2 separate regions of the Gossypium hirsutum genome follow, and region 2 is linked to region 1. A link is a contact called in public Hi-C data. All regions are on one chromosome and are shown on one strand. Each heading gives the region's core, a stretch centred on a gene start, on an enhancer-like site or on the middle of the called end of the contact. The rest is flanking DNA. Distances are from core to core; before and after follow the strand shown. Region 1 holds the start of LOC107954799 (chloroplastic group IIB intron splicing facilitator CRS2-B, chloroplastic). Region 2 holds the start of LOC107954807 (RAB11-binding protein RELCH).

The links. A called contact is a pair of places that touch in the nucleus more often than the background predicts.
Region 2: a Hi-C map of hypocotyl shows a contact between it and region 1, with 2.9 times the contacts expected there. The contact joins the promoter of LOC107954807 here to the promoter of LOC107954799 in region 1. A contact is called at or near these places in 10 of 34 Hi-C or Micro-C datasets (anther, hypocotyl, leaf and 1 more).

The regions. Positions count from the first base shown.
Region 1 is chrD07:45,877,272-45,882,205 of Gossypium_hirsutum_v2.1, forward strand. It overlaps LOC107954799 (chloroplastic group IIB intron splicing facilitator CRS2-B, chloroplastic), which reads right to left and starts at 2,790. Exons shown (of 9, transcript XM_016890472.2): 1 at 1,550-2,790; 2 at 1-1,456.
Region 2 is chrD07:46,039,064-46,043,997 of Gossypium_hirsutum_v2.1, forward strand. LOC107954807 (RAB11-binding protein RELCH) reads right to left here and starts at 2,116. Exons shown (of 20, transcript XM_041097748.1): 1 at 1,577-2,116; 2 at 1,028-1,180. The coding sequence starts at 1,778.

The DNA of each region.
Region 1 (4,934 bases), core at 1,540-4,039:
TTAACATTCACAGCCTCCTATCTAGGCCTCTTTTTTCCGTCTCCACCCCCAGTTGGAATTTTCTCACTATTGTGATCTATAGTTACAAGATCCAGGCCACTAAAAGATTCGCCTATAATTTCTAGCAAGAATCAATTATGAGCTAATTCGACCTTTCTTCACTAATCACTCGGGTGCTCTTTTGTGAGAAACCTTCATAATGTTCCTACCTAACCCTCGATGTTCATGGCCTGACATCCATTCGATAGTGCATTAAAAAGTTCAAATACTGGGAAGGGTTGAGTTTCGAATTCAATTTTGGCTTAAGGTTTCAAACATAAAGGTTGATTAAGAAAGGTAATGTAAAGCTCAAATTCAGGAAGTAGGGATAATGTAATGTTTAAGGTTGGTCCTTTAGGCTCAAGGCTATACAAACAATGCCTAAGGTCTTTCCCGGATTAGTCACCTACCAACGATCTATTAAGCATGCATCTATTTAAACTAACAATTAGCAATTTAAATTATTTATCTACAAGGATTCATATATTGTATTCATCCTACTATACATTTTATACATTTTCATTTCGGTTATTGCCTTTAATCTATTATACCTATTAACTAAGTGAACTAATTAATCTACAATTAAGAGCAAGAAATTATCTAGTATCATTCAAAATTTACAAGTTTGGCAATCTTATATATGCCTTTGATATGTACAACTACTAACTTATTACTCAATTACAGTCCAAGCACCGTGCAATAACACAAATTAAAAATGAAAGCAAGAAATATTTTTGGATATTTGAAAATTAAAAAAAAAAGAAAACTTTTTGAATTTTTTGATTTTTTTTTGAAAAATGCATAAAAACTAAAATAAACTCACAAATAAGCATAAAACAAGAAAACATAAACACACATAAAAACTTATATGCACTCATCCACACTCAGACTACACATTGTCCCCAATGCGTTCAAAAGAAAGGATAGGAGGTTACTGAACTTCCCTAGAATGGAACATCAGACTAGCTCAGGCGTCCACCTCCTCGTTGAAGCTCCATATGTATTGTAGTCTTTTAGGGTAGCTCGATGCATATAAGAAAAACAAACAACAAACAATTACAACACGTAAAATAAAAATGTTCGAAGACAACAATTAAAGTGTTTAAAGTTTTATAAGCCGCATAAAATAAAAAAATACAAAGACATATAACTAAGCGGAATCATCTGAGATTAACTCTGGTTCCATGGGTTGTTTCCCCTTACCTCTTGTGCTTGAAGGTTTGTAACCCTTGTTTGATTTTTCTCATGGTTTTTGTAAATTGATCCCTCGTCTAGGTGTGGATACGAATGTTGTATTCATCGCGTTTTGATCTCTGTTGGGTTTGTCATTCCTTCCACACCTTTCTTGAACCATGTATCTTTTCGGTTTTTTTTTGCCACATTGGTTTTCCTTCCCCATGATTACTATCACATTTCTCTACATATGTTTTCATCATCTTAATTGTTCAGGAGTTGTAACCTCTTGATTCAACAAGCTTATCTAGTTGTTTTTGAATATTTTCCAGCATACCTTCTATTTTTTACTTTGTTGGGGTCAATTGAGTCTGCTCTCCTTTCGACCCATGTCCTCAAGTTCGTTGCTCTTGCTGGATTGCTTTAAATTTCTGATAGATTGAACTCGTTATCATATGCGTAGTCGGTTGACGAAACGGTTTGAGTGGATCTATGGGTACTCTCGCGGCTCGGCATAGATCTGTGATCAAATGCGGAAAGAAAATCCCCGTATCGTCTCTGATTACACAACGTAACATGAACTTGTAGATCCATGTACCTATAGAAATCTGTTTCCTCTGTAAAATAGCTGTTAGCAAGATGGCTTGAAAGGGGTTAACAATCCTAGAGCTAAAAGTGGGGCAAACTTTCATACGGAGAAAATGTAGCCATATTTTATCTAATGTGGTAAACAAAATTGGGTTGAAAGAAATGGGAAGATTTGTATAGACCTCCCTCTCTCATTCCCCTTTACCTTCTGTGAGATAAAACATTATATAATCCACATTCACACCCTTAAAATTTCTAGTATCAAGTAATTCAATCTCATTGTTTGCTAAAAAAAGAACTCTATAATACTTAGAGATTATGGACGAGGAGATTTCAACCTCTCTTCCCTTAACATACACTTTATCCTCCTCGAAAAATTTTAAATTGGCATAAAATTCATGAACCACAGAAGGCACTACAGGCCTATGAGGTCGAAGGCTGAATTCCCTCAATTCATAGAGATCTACAATATCCCAGAACTCATTTTCAAAAATGACATCCGGATCGAACCCACATTCATAGATAAACGATCGTCCATGAAGTTTATGAAAGAAACCTTCAGCATCTGAGGACACAAATTTTTGAATATTGTATGTGATCTCATTCGATGTATCGAAAGATTCTATTGTGTTTAGCCCTCTTGAATATGAAACGAAAATAATTTATGCTATGAAAGTAGAATAAGGAGGGTGTATTAGGAACTTTTACAATGCAATAGGCAAGTATGGGACACCCAGAGTAGCGAGATGCAACGTTGTTGTCTCTTGAAGGGAAACACCACCTCTTGTCGCGGCTATTCTAGAGTATAAATCTGTAGTAAAGAGTTAAAATAAGAAGGTAAATCATAAGAGAAGGTTCAAACCCTAAGTTGAGTTTGAAAGAAGCCTTTGAGAGCCCTTTTAAGAGAAAAGAGTTGAAAGGGTAATGTAACAAATGAATATAGTGTTAAGTGGGATGATTTAGGGTTTTTGAAGAGTAAGGAGGTTTAAAAACACGTAGGTCACACGAATATGACATATTTTATAGTGACCCGGTATAGGTATTGTGATATCCAAGATTGGGCATCGCAATACCAAGAAAATTTTCAAAAATCCTCGTTTTTCTAACTGTCAGCGGTATCACAATATCTTATGTTGGGTATCACGATTCCACTGTCTTCCTATTTCTATATCGAGTTTTTTCGATTTTTTTTAAAGTTCAAGAGCATTAGGGTAAATCCTGAGTCTAAACACAGATGATTTACAAAACAAGAATTAAATTCATAAGTGTATAGTTAAAACACTAATTTCTAGACTCTCCGTCATTCCACTAAAATAAAATTTCCACAAAGTCTGGGAAATCTTAATCCTTTGTTTGTTCGTTAATCGATTAATTGAAGAATTTTTCATCAGTTTCAAAATTTAATCTTGCCTCGCCTTTGGCTATTTCCCAATATTCCTTCCGAGCCCTTTTTCCTTTAACTCCATCTCACTCTTTTGCATTTCTGGAAGGGTATTTAAAGGTGGAATCACAAACTCAAATTTTATTGAGTTCCCTTTCCTCTAATGAACATCTCTTAGTGGATACTTGTCTTTGATTGGTTCATGGTGAGGGCTTTTTTCTATGATTTTCGAAAAGTGTGATGGCTTTTTCATATTTACCTCTACAAAGTCACAAATTTCCCTGTTATGTGCACATCTTCACTAGGTTTTCCAATTTTCACTTGGTGTTGGGAATTAACCCTCATGGTGTTGAGGGCTTTCTTCTCTACGTCAATAGTATCTGGTTTAACACTGTTGTACACGGAGTTTTTTCCACCTGGCTTGGTATTATAAGAGTTTAAGTATTTGGCCCAGCTAACTCTTAATAACTTTCATATTTTCTTGGTACTCAGACATTCTATCCTCGAAGGTTTCATCTACATCGGGCATTTTACAATCTTCATTTGGTTCTTTTAGATGTGTCTCCTCCTCTTGTTTGTTGCTAGCCACCAGATACAAGTAAGTATACCAATCATAGCAAGGGTCGTACCTCTGTTCTGTAAAAGGTCCGTAATCGTCCCAGCTAAGTGTAGACTTTTCATTTTCCTCATATATCAATGTTCCCTCAAACAACCTACCATGGTCATCAAACATGACTTTAAATTGGTCATAAATCAAATGGGCTCAAGCCGTTTATCAAAAACAGAAAGAGGAAGGGTTATATCTAGAAATCCTACTTTGGCTACTTATCTTTACTTAAAAGTGTACATTAAAAATTACTCAATCTTACACAGTCTTCCCCAGCAATGGCGCCAACAACTTGATCGGCTGCACGCATGCGTATTAAAAAAATAATTTATGAAACTATTTTTAAAGCTTGATTTTACTGCAAGCATAAGGTCAGTTGTAATATTTATAGTGTTATAATGGAACACCGAAATATTCGAAGGATCGAACCCAAAGGAAGAGGTGATTGAGAAATAACTAACATACACAATAGAGTCTAAGCGGCTACTCATACGATTTTATAGTACGATAATTCATAAAAAGATGAGTGTGTAAAAAATTAAATATATTACTTTAAGGACTAAATTACAAGAAATATAAACTAGAGGGACTACCCAGAAAATAACTAATAGGGTTGGCTGACTTCAGTGTGGTTTACCAAATCTCAGACTAGGATATAAATCACATAAATTACCAAATGGCTCCATTTTATCTTTCGATCTCAATTTATTGACTTAGACAAATTATGTTCGATTTATCTTTTGATCTCACCAGTTAATTCAGAACTAACGAACGAGTGCGCGACAAGATTACCTTTCGGTCTCACTTTATCTCGATATTCCCTTATGGGGCGTCACTACCTAAGTTCTTAGTTCTATTCAAATTAGTCAAATTTGCTACGATTTAACCCTTTGTCCAAAGATTTTAGTTTATTCCCATGTCCATCAACCAACCTCTTTAAAGGTTTAGCTACACATTCTTAAAGTAAGGAAAGTAAACATAAAGATGGAAAATAAGGCAGCCATGGAAGTAAAGGTTGACAAAAATATAAAAGTTAATATTTTTATGTAAGAAAACTTAAATAGCATGAAACCAAAAGCATTTAACAGAGAAATCTAAAGCAAGAAACATAAAAGGAACAAGTTTTGATAGATTTAAACTAAAATA
Region 2 (4,934 bases), core at 866-3,365, 160 kb after region 1:
TGTTCAATAGTTTAATTGTTTAAGTTTAATAATTTACTTAATGTATTGTAAAATAAAACACCATAAGAATGAAATTAAATATCATTATCAGAAACTAGCTCTAAATTTCCTTCATCTTCTCTTGAAAAAGTTAACTAGGTTTTTATATAATAAAATTGGTTAATAATTAATTAAAAAAGTCATTTATGATATTTTATTATATTTTTTCTTTTAAAAGTCAAAAAATAATAATAAACAGGAGAACGAAATGACTCATTAGTGAAGCACATTTTTTGCGCTTGGCTTTGCAACAAAGGCTCCCAAAAAGCACACCAGGTGCTCGCCTGATGATGTCACCTTGCCTTGAGGTGGCTGAGGCGGTAATGGCCATTTGCACTACGCCTTAGCGCCTAGGCGCATGCCTTGACATCACAGGATAAAAGCATGCACAAATAAAATAATCCCCTAAAATGCCCAATTTACTGCTGGAAATCCTACAAAGCCCGCCAGATAATGCAAAATAGTTGCCTTCGAAAAGCTACTGAAGCAGAATTTGGGATGTTTATTTGCAAAGAATGACATGAATATCTAGCATGGTTAGGAGAAAACTATATTTCATTCTGTGCATAGACATAGTCATGCAAGGTGGCCAACCTCATGTAATGCAAACGGAGCCAAAAAGAATAATTCCCTTATTGCTTACCTTTAATGCATGAACCAACAGTGAACCTATATTTTATTTAGGTAGCCATTCTTGAGCACTTTGTTTCCTCTAATGATTCTTACAGCCATAAATAAAAAGCAAGCTGAACATGTAATACTCAAAGAGACTAAAATTTTCTCTAAAAATACACACACACACACACAAAATAAAAAATAGACTGTTGGATTTATGTTTTTGCCATTTGCCTTTTTCTTTTTTAGAAAAATATAAATAAGAAAGAAAAAGGCTATAAAATAAATAGAAAGCAAAAGGCATGTAACAAAAGCATAAACCAGATGGATTCTAAGTGCATCAATACAAATATTGATTAATAAGAAATGTTACCACTCGATTTATCCTGAGTGAGATCTTCTTTTCTTTGTAACTCAGTCTTGAGTTTCACAATGTCTTCTTGAGCTAAACGTAGTTCATAGTCACTAAGCGCTAGTTTTTCTTCAATTGCTTCTTTCTCTTCTAGCAAACTCTGAGGATCTAAAACTGCAGTTCAAGAAATAAAGGTTAGCTGAAACCATAAATAAGGTTCACATAGTCGATGCTAAGTCTAAATTGAAACCATCAATAAGGTTCACTAGCTATATCTTCAGCATAAGCATTCCATCTTCCACATATAATGATATATATTTTCTAGCAAGATCGTAAAAATGCCTTCACTAACAACCACATTTCAGTAGAATTAAGCTGAGAGAGGAACCATCCTTAATTCTTTACTCTCTATCAACTGCGAAGACAACAAACTAACTTGCTTCTAACAAATTCAGCTTCCACTTAGTAATTACTTGTATTACTAACTTGAACCTTCTAAGAAGTTTATATAAAGCAAATTCCAATGATTAATTAATTTTTTTTTTAAATTAAAAAGAAAAAACATTGTACCTCGAAGAGAGTTGTAACGAGAGATTTGATCGGGAGGGAAATGAGAAGGATCAGAGAAGAACTCCTTGAGACGAATCGCTTGAGCATCACGGCCATCGTCGAGAAGCTCGTGGAGTAATTCAAATGCCGTTAACAAGTAATTTTCTTCCAGTAAAAAATTCACCACGCAATTGCATAGCGAAGATCTTTCTACATCCATCATCCAATTCCTTTCCTGATCAATCAATCTCCGTCGTTCAACAACACCACGATCTAATCAACCATTTATCTCAAAACAAAATCTATATAAGTATTTATGGTTTACGAAATGGCTGCAGAGCTCGTTGTTTTCCAAGTCCTTAAGCAGAAAAGCGAGGAAGGAGAGTTGGGATTTGGTGTGGCAGCGAGGTATGAAGATTTCTTGGATCTGAAGAGGCTTTTAGATTTAGATGTGGGCGAGGGATAAAGAAGGCCGTTGGATCCTTCAAATTTGAGAACGTGCGTCGGCGCTTGAGAGTTTGGAGTAGCGTCAGCCTAAGTCAACGGACCGCTTCGCTTAACTGCTTTGGGCATGCTTTAGCATTGTTGGACAACACACTCTAAAGCTTGCTTTATAAAAAAAGTTCTTGTTCGAGAAAAGTGAGTGAAAAAATATTATTGAAATTTAAAAAAAATTATTACTTTAAAAATAAATAAATTGTTGTGAAGAGTTAAAGATATTTAAATAGGAGATTTTATATTTTAGGTTTTTTTAATAATACAAAAAAATAATTAAAATGGTACATCATCAGATTATTTACTAAAATGGTAGGTTATGAACACTAATTAGAGGTGGTGCCTGACAAGGTGGCGGCACCATCTATTTTTTTGTCCCCTATCATTAGGTCATAATAAGTTATAAAAAAATAATATTTTATTAGTGGTGCCACCCTATATGGCGACACTGGTATATCACACATATACCGGGTAAAGTAGGGGCAGCATACAAGTTAGTGTTGGAGGGGAATGTCAAGTAGCATCGAACCGCTATATATATCCCAAGTTTTTGTGTTTTCCTGAAGTGTTGTAGCAGTTAACCGATAAGAAGAAAGGGAAAAAAATTGTTTGTAGAAGAGGAGAAAATAAAGAAGAAAAGAAAGAAAGATTTTTAAGGTTTGTACAGTAATTAATTTTATTTTATTATATTTTTTACAGTAGAATCTTATTTTTTAAAATAATTATTGAGAAATTTAATTATTTTTAATTATTTTTACAGATTTTGTATTGAATGTGGATAATCAATTCTTCGTATATGTTTATTTCGATGGAGTAATTTAAGGAATAACAGTTGGTTGCATATTTAAATCTCGTTAACAAATAGCAATGAGATTTAATAGAAATGTGTTAGTTGATGATATGAAAGAAATGATTAGTCCAAAAATTGCTAGACGTAGTTGGAGAATGATCTTGAAACTATTCTACTAATTCCCAGTTTTGTCAAATCGCATCAGATTTACCAAGATGGAACTTGAAGACGATGAAGACATGGAAACAATGGTCGCACTTTATTGCCCGACTAGGAGTGTCGACACTGAACCAATTCAGTTGTTTGTTGAGTTAGCTGATATGGAGTTGGTTGAAGATTTCACTCCATTAAGTGAATAATATGGAGTTCAAGATCCGTGTACAGAGGTTCCGAAGGCATCTATAGATAAGTGATTTTCTGTAAGTAGGTTTGACATCGATCTTAATGCTCCACCTGTGTCTAAGAGCCTTAACCCAGGTCCCCGTTTACAAATACATTCGGTGTTGATTGAGACTAATGTGGATGATGAAGATGGATATGATAATAATGGTTGTTCTGGTCGTGAGGTTGAAGATTATAGTGATCCCGATCTAGACGAGGTCCCGGATGATATCAACAACAAAGACGCGAATGGTGATGGAAATGTTTAAGCATATTCAGTCGGGAACCCAAGTCGAAGCATAATCATACGCAATGATCCTGGGTCCTACATGTCAATCGTAGATCCCGATGCGGCGTATGCATCCGAGTTCCCTAAGTACCCCGATATACTATCCACTTATCTATTGGCCGCAAATCCCAAACAAAAGAAATTGTTCGTGGGCCAAAACTTTATGACCAAGGAAGACTACGAATTTTCCATTAAACGATATAACATAAATGTGTCGGTTGACTACAAAATCGTTGTGTCTAAACAAACATTATTTATTGGGGAAAGTTAGAGGTTGGCAGAAGGGTGCAATTAGCGAGTATAAGCTGCATTTATCCAGAGGTCACAAATGTGGGAGATCTGGAAATTTGTTAGGCCTCATACATGTACTTCTGCATGTATGACGTAAGATCATCCCAAACTTGATGCGAAAACTATCTGCAACTGCATCATGCCAATGGTGAATGACATACTGACCATTCATGTATTGATATTAATTGTCAAAATGCAAGAACGATTCTAGTATCGAGTGTCATACCGGAAAGCATGGATAGCTAAATAGATGGCCATGGAGCAGTTGTACATAAATTGGGATGCGTATAATGAACTTCAGAGGTGGATAATCGCTATACAGGAGTACGTGTCAGGAACTATCATTGAGTTGTAGACATGACCTTATTACGGCCCGAACGACCAGTTACAATCGGGAAGAAGAATTTTTCATTGGATGTTCTAGACATTCGATCCATGTTTGTAAGTTTTTCCCCACTACAAGTCGTTTGTGCAAGTTGATGGCACTTGGTTATACGGAAAATATAGGTAGATCCTCCTTGTTGGGGCTGCACAAGACGAGAATCAAAACTTGTTACCGATAGCATTTGCTATTGTGGAGCCGGAGAACATGAAATCGTGAAAATTCTTCCTGAAGAACTTCTGGATATATGTTGTTAAAGAAAACAATATATGCATCATATCTAATAGATTGAAAGGACTAATTATTGTGATTAGGTGTTTCGGTGTTCCGTGGAGATCCATTTACTGTAGCCACCATATTAGCACTAACTTCCACCGAGACTATAAAAATGCAGAATGGCGCAAACAAGTGGTGACCATGGGTAAATTTAGATTTCAACATATTTTTTAAATATTCTTAATACTTCCACAAATTAAATAAAAAAAGGTAATTTGACTTTTCGAAATACATATGCAGCATATGAGCTAGAACAATACCGTTTCAAACAAAGGCTGGCCAGTCTTGAGGCTGATATGCATGGTGAAATGAATAGTCCTTTCCGAGAGTGGTTGGGTACCATGAAATCGTAACAATGGGCTCAAAGTTTTGATAACGGATCTCGGTATGGTCATATGACTACCAACCTTACAAAGGTTATTAACTCCGTCTTGAAGCGAACACGACATCTTTCAATTTCATCCATTTTCTCAGC